Linked DNA regions of Mus musculus: region 2 is linked to region 1. Evidence: chromatin contacts called from public Hi-C data. All regions are on one chromosome and are shown on one strand. The core of a region is the stretch at or near the end of the contact, and the rest is flanking DNA. Distances in the headings are between cores, read along the strand shown.

What was found. A called contact is a pair of places that touch in the nucleus more often than the background predicts.
Region 2: a Hi-C map of the N1E-115 cell line shows a contact between it and region 1, with 8 times the contacts expected there. The contact joins two enhancer-like sites. A contact is called at or near these places in 3 of 484 Hi-C or Micro-C datasets (the C10 cell line, the N1E-115 cell line and the P5424 cell line) and 2 of 115 datasets of contacts at active chromatin or transcription factors (large pre-B cells and pancreatic cancer cells).

The regions. Positions count from the first base shown.
Region 1 is chr15:38,476,485-38,479,715 of GRCm38.p6, forward strand. Gm41308 (a long non-coding RNA gene) reads left to right here. Exons shown (of 2, transcript XR_001781662.1): 2 at 969-1,786. Among named protein-coding and RNA genes, the nearest start is that of Gm41308, 4.9 kb to the left of the region's middle. Within about 2 kb of position 1,532, at least 34 of the 459 cell types and tissues checked have an H3K27ac peak or open chromatin away from gene starts, as enhancers often do. A contact at or near this core is called in the N1E-115 cell line, where this site is marked.
Region 2 is chr15:39,215,723-39,219,059 of GRCm38.p6, forward strand. All of the region lies in intron 1 of Rims2 (regulating synaptic membrane exocytosis 2), which reads left to right. Among named protein-coding and RNA genes, the nearest start is that of Rims2, 19 kb to the left of the region's middle. Within about 2 kb of position 1,764, at least 37 of the 459 cell types and tissues checked have an H3K27ac peak or open chromatin away from gene starts, as enhancers often do. A contact at or near this core is called in the N1E-115 cell line, where this site is marked.

The DNA of each region.
Region 1 (3,231 bases), core at 282-2,781:
AGGAATTCTGACTCAACACAAATCTTGCCATATTTGCTTTCGCGTGACCCACTCTGCCTGCCTTTCTATTATTCTAGCTCTGTATAAACCCAGCTTGCATGCCAGTCTAAGTCATTCGCATCTGCCAGAGCCTTTTCTACTTTGTAAAGCACGTGACCTACCTTTGGACTCAACAAAGCCACTAACGGCTCCACACAGTCCCCAAGGTCCCTGCTGAATTAAATTGCTTTTAAAGACTACATTCCTTTATGCCCCAGTGCATGTGAGGGGTCAGAGGATGCTCTGCTGGGGTTGGTTTTCTCCCTACCATGTGAGTCAAGGAGATCAAGTTCAGGTCAAGATTGGTGGCTAGTGCCTTCACCTGCCGAGCCATCCACCGCACCAGCTTGTACATACTTTAATTCTCTTATGAAAACAGTCCTACCAGGACCAGTGACTGGCCAAATACCAGTCACTACTTGATGAGGATGTAGTCCCCACAGGAAACCTTCCTCTGGTGTGTCCAGTCCCTGATATTCATGGGGACTTCAGTTTGTGACAACCAAGTGTCTGTATGTTTGTGTTGGTTACTTTCTGTTGTTGTGACAACGCACTATGACCAGGACAGCTTGAAGAAGAAGAAGAAGAAGTGTGCATTGGGACAGACTTTTCCAGAGACAAACATGGTGGCTGGAGCGGGAAACCTAAGAGAGGTCACAATGTCAACTATAAGCACAAAGCAGGAAGTGTAAACTGGAAGTAGGGTGAGGCTATGTCCTCTCAAAACCCAACCCCAGTGACACACTTCTGCCAGCAAGGACACACCTTCTAAACCTCCCCTAACAGCACCAGTAACTGGCGCCAGGTGTTCAAATGCCTCAGCCTATGGGAGCCAGTTTTCATTCAAACCACAAGAGCTCACGTGACCCAGCCCATCAAAGACAAGTTAATTCCCCCTCAGCTTGACTTGAATAATTTTTTTTACATAGGTTCTTCATCAGCTCCATGCTCAGACTGATGCCATCCACTGCCAGGTCCTACAGCCCTACTAACTAGGCTACGAGAGGGTCTTTCACATTTGCTCAAACTCCTTCCTGCTGGGCAGCACAAGTCTTTAACCTCAGTACTATCTACTGGGGGAAGCAGAGATAGGTGGAGGCCAGCATTGTCTGTCTGCAGAGTTACAAAATACCCAGTCTCAATAAAATAAAATAAAATAAAATAAAATAAAATAAAATAAAGAGGCTTTCCTAAAGTGTCACCCCTGGTTGTCATAGATTCCTGTACTGGTCTGCTATGCAAGTCCCGTCTGCACACCAAGAGCTTGGCCTGAGTGAGGGCCTACCTTTTCTTCTCCCTGTCCAGTTCTTCCCATAGGTTAAGATTTTGGATACCAAGGAGGACTGCTTAGCACAGCCACAGCAAAGGCCCCAACACAGATGCCACACCTGCTTATAATCTGCTCCCATACATACGAGTTACAGATGCTGCAAAATGATCTCTAGCACGTCAGCCACTTGGGGGCACCCCGTGCTCATGTGGCAGATCTCCATTTATCAAGGTGGTGTCACTCTGTACCACATAGAAGATGGTCACCATGCCTCCCCCCACCCCCAGCGTGCACAGCTCCATCCTTGGACTGCTATGCTTCCCTTGCATGTCTTAAGGTTGCCCAAAGCATCTTTCCCTCTGTTATGTCCTTGTTTAGGTGCCCTGTTTGGGTTCTAGGGACACATCAACAGTTGTCTATTCACCCTGGGTGCAGCACTAACCGAGCAAATAAACCTATCCATGTCTGGCATGGTGAGCCAGTGTGTTTCCTGAGGTTATATAGGAATGTAGGTACTTACGGGAGATGGGTCATTTATAAATAGCACTTCTAAGCCAGCAACTGCCAGCTGCTACTTTACTCTTGAGGTGTGAAAATGCCCATGGGGTTCTGGCATGGCGTGGGGTCCTAGAACTGTAAGGGCAAACACATGGACACACAGACAAGCTGGGATTGGGTGGACTGGGCTCTCTGATGGATAGACTGAAGGATCCTGGAGGCTCAACGTGTTTATCATACTCAGTGGCATGCAACTGAATAAGGAGCTACTTTACTCAGATAAACGAGGCAGGGCTTTATAGGTTATATATAGCTGAATAGGCTATAGACAGCTAAACCAGGAGGCAGGTATGGCTAATCTCGGTGGGAGTAGTCTCTGTAGGGGAACAGTTGTTCAGGCTTGTGAACGTGGCCGGGGTGGGTGGGTGGAGACTATAGTGACTGTTTTCTGCATAGTCAGCATTTGCATTGGACCAGAGGAAGACTTTGGGGAAGGCCTTGTGTTGGGAGCCGCGCCCACATTCGCCGTTACAAGATGGCGCTGACAGCTGTGTTCTAAGTGGTAAACAAATAATCTGCGCATGTGCCGAGGGTGGTTCTTCACTCCATGTGCTCTGCCTTCCCCGTGACGTCAACTCGGCCGATGGGCTGCAGCCAATCAGGGAGTGACACGTCCTAGGCGAGGGATAACTCTCCTAAAATAGGGACGGGGTTTCGTTTTCTCTCTCTCTTGCTTCTTGCTCTCTTGCTTCTTACACTCTTGCTCCTGAAGATGTAAGCAATAAAGTTTTGCCGCAGAAGATTCTGGTCTGTGGTGTTCTTCCTGGCCGGGCGTGAGAACGCGTCTAATAACAATTGGTGCCGAATTCCGGGACGAGAAAAAACTCGGGACTGGCGCAAGGAAGATCCCTCATTCCAGAACCAGAACTGCGGGTCGCGGTAATAAAGGTTCCCGTAAAGCAGACTGTTAAGAAGGATTCAACTGTATGAATTCAGAACTTTTCAGCTGGGGAACGAGAGTACCAGTGAGTACAGCTTTACGAGGTAAGTCTGATCTTGAACTTTCTAAGGAAATTCAAGACAGTCTATCAGAAGTAAAGTGGAAAATGGCTTTACAAGTTATGTTTGGCCTTGAATTTTTTCTAGTGTTAGAAGCCCTTTTGTTCCTTTTCACATGTTATCAAGTGGTTAAGGCAGGGAGGATTCTGGATGAAATTCAGGACAAGCTATCAGAAGTAAAGCGGGGAGAGAGAGTAGGAACAAAGAGGAAATATGGTACACAAAATAAGTATACAGGCCTTTCCAAGGGTCTTGAACCCGAGGAAAAGTTAAGGTTAGGTAGGAATACCTGGAGAGAGATTAGAAGAAAAAGAGGAAAAAGGGAAAAGAAGAAAGATCAATTAGCGGAGGTCTCTAGGAAAAGG
Region 2 (3,337 bases), core at 514-3,013, 740 kb after region 1:
GCAGGAGAGTCATTGAAATATTACCAGATATGGCATTTTCACTGTATGAAGGCTGTGCTGCATATTTTATATTGCAATTTAAGTAAAGATCTGTGTAACTATTAACTTTTCTTGTAGCTGTGACTAAACAGCTCAAGGGAAGAAAGACAATTTTCACTTGTAATTTCTGAGGGTCCTAGTGAACGGATGAGGCAAAGCTTCTTGTCCTGATCCGTGGTGGCAGCAGCACTTGGTGTGGTCGTGCACAGGGTAGGGGTCAGGAAGCAGAGAAAACACATGTGCTAGAGCCAGAAGAACAGAAGTGCACCTTTCTTTCTTCTTTTCTTTTTGCTGTTTTTTTTCAATTTTTTAATTAGGTATTTTCTTCATTTACATTTCAAATGCTATCCCAAAAGTCCCCCATACCCCCTACTCCCCTACCCACCCACTCCCACTTCTTGGCCCTGGCGTTCCCCTAAACTGAGGCATATAAAGTTTGCAAGACCAAGGGGCCTCTCTTCCCAGTGATGGCTGCCTAGGCCATCTTCTGCTACATATGCAGCTAGAGACACGAGCTCCGGGGAGTACTGGTTAGTTCATATTGTTGTTCCTCCTATAGGGTTGCAGATCCCTTCAGCTCCTTGGGTACTTTCTCTAGCTCCTCCATTGGGGGCCCTGTGATCCATCCAATAGCTGACTGTGAGCATCCACTTCTGTGTTTGCCAGGCACTAGGAAAGAAATCAGGAACCATAGATTTGAGCATCAGCAACAGAATACAAGAGATGGAGGAGAGAATCTCAGGTGCAGAAGATTCCATAGAGAACATGGACACAACAATCAAAGAAAATGCAAAATGCAGAAAGTATACTTTTCAAATGCCTGCCCTAAAGACTGCAGCCTACAATACAGAGCCTCAGCTGGGAAACAAGTGACTGCATAGTTTGTGAGGGGTTATTCCTTTTCTTACAGTAAAGTGTATATATATATATATATATATGTGTGTGTGTGTGTGTGTGTGTGTGTGTATATAATTTTGTTCTTTTGGAATTAGTAGCAAAGAGTGTGTTTAAATGAAAAAAGTAGTTCTGTGAGTTCAGCTTTATGACTGTGTTTAAAGTGTGATCAGATCATTTGGCAGTCATGGATGTTAGAAGTAGCTGTGAAATAAAATCCAACAAATAACCCCTAAATATTAACATACATTCATATTACCATTTATTGTGTTATATGCTAGCATAGACCATGTTTCAGAGTCCAGTTAGAATATAGAAGCTACGATAGTTCTTTGAGCAGAAAAACATTAATATAGATTATCCTGAGGCAGAGTACCCATGAATTGAAAAAAATGGACGAAGCTTTTTCCTTTGTGCCTGAGGCTGAGATTCAGACACTGTGGAGGTGTGGCTGCGGCCCACTTTGCTGTCTGGTGCTTGCCAAGCTAGGGCAAACAAAGTCGTCTGTTTTTATGAAAGGAAGTCATTTGTGGGGGCTGTTGGCCTTGGTGGATAGGCTGCCTGTGGTGCTCAAGGAACCCTTTGGGAAGCTTATTGGAATGTCAGTCAGATTTACTAAGAGCTTGCCGGTGGGAGTGCCTCCAGAATTTGCTGGAAGGAAGGCCTGTGGGGTGCTGGTGAAGCATACAAGTAGGTCTAATACTAGTGGGTATTCATTAGCTCCAGGTAGCCATGTAAACAAAAGCAACAAAGCACGGAGACATTTCTTCCTTTAATGTCATCATGGCTCCCTCTACTGTCAAATCTTAACATTGCACCCCAGGGAAAAATACAAAGCTGGGCAGAGAAGGGTAGATTTGGAACCGAGAGGCAGTGGATTTTTAATAGGCTGCCTGTCATAGACGATGCTGTCCTCAAATGCCCATATGTAGAACAGCATTGACTTACTTTTTATTCTATATGATTCTTTCTCTGGGCTACGGGGTGCGTGTGTCTATTCTGCACCATTATCATCCCCGGCATAGACTATTATGTATGCACACACTCTCTGTAATGTTGTGCATAGAGCAGTAGAGAACAGTGTTGAATCAAATTGTCTCCTTAAGTTTCTTCTCAGAAGTGCATGCATAACTTCTGCTTACATTTTGTACAAAGCATGTTTTATGATCATGCCTAGGTTAGAGTAGAAGGAATGTATCTCATCATGTGGAAGAACAAGAAATAAGTCGTGGGTTAATAGGATTGATACTGTAAAGTTTGGCAGTGTCTACGACAGTTATTTATAATTTATCCTTAAAAATCTTGTCTGGGTTTGACGTTTTTACAAGATCAGCAAAAATTGGTATTGACATAAAAATGGTATGCTTAACTTCTGGATCAGTAAATTTTAATTGCAGTAAGTGTAGCTATTTGCATAAAACAGTGTGGACCAGAACACACTTAAGGAGCAGGAAAAGTTTTTTGAAGGCTAGATACAAATTAAACTTTGTTTAAAAATTTGCATTAACTTTAGCTTACACAAGATATATGAGATATGAAATCTTTTAGTCTTTGTGTGTGTATTTAATGTGTGTGTGCATATTTCTTTATGTGTGTGGGTGTGACATGCATTCATGTGGAGGTCAGAGGACAGCATCCAGTATTCACCTGCTCCTTCCACCTTGACACAGGCTCTTAGTTTTTAGAAAGCTTTGTAAGACAGACTAGCTGTTTCTCAAGCATCCGGAAATTCTCCTGTCCCCATCTTTGATCCCGACGTAGGAGCACTGGACTACACTTGCTGTGGGCTACTATGTCTGGCTTTCTGTGGATTCGGGGAGATGTGGATTTATGTCCTCATGTTTGCATAGTAAGCACTTTACTCTCTGAGCTACTGAGCTGCTCTTCCCAGCCCTGGAACAGGAAATCTTTTGATACTGAAGAAGAGTTTTCATTTTTGGCCAGTTGTGGGTAGAAGATAAAAAAATAAATAAAAATGAGATGCTTTGACTAGAGTTTCAGCACCATCATAACATTTCGTTGTGAAAAAATTAAATAAGCTCTACAAAAATCTACAAAATGTTAAAAACAAAAGCTGTGATCTCTAAACTGAAATCCTAATGCCAAGGTCCTCTAGGATTCATGTCAAATTGGACATTCGAAGTGCAAAGGTGCACAGACCATAGTCCTGTGACTGTCAGTAGACAGGACAGCAGCCTCCAATTAAACACACTCATTTTTCTCCAGCAAAATGGATGAATATTTACATGTGAATCAGGGATTTTTCTTGAAAGAGATTTTTGCTTTGTTTTCCAGAGATTTCGTATTTTGGAATTATAGTAAGGAAATTACAGGATTAAAGTGGCACTATACAGATGAAAGTGCCCATAAACTATGAGTTCATTATAGCCACAATGACTATTGA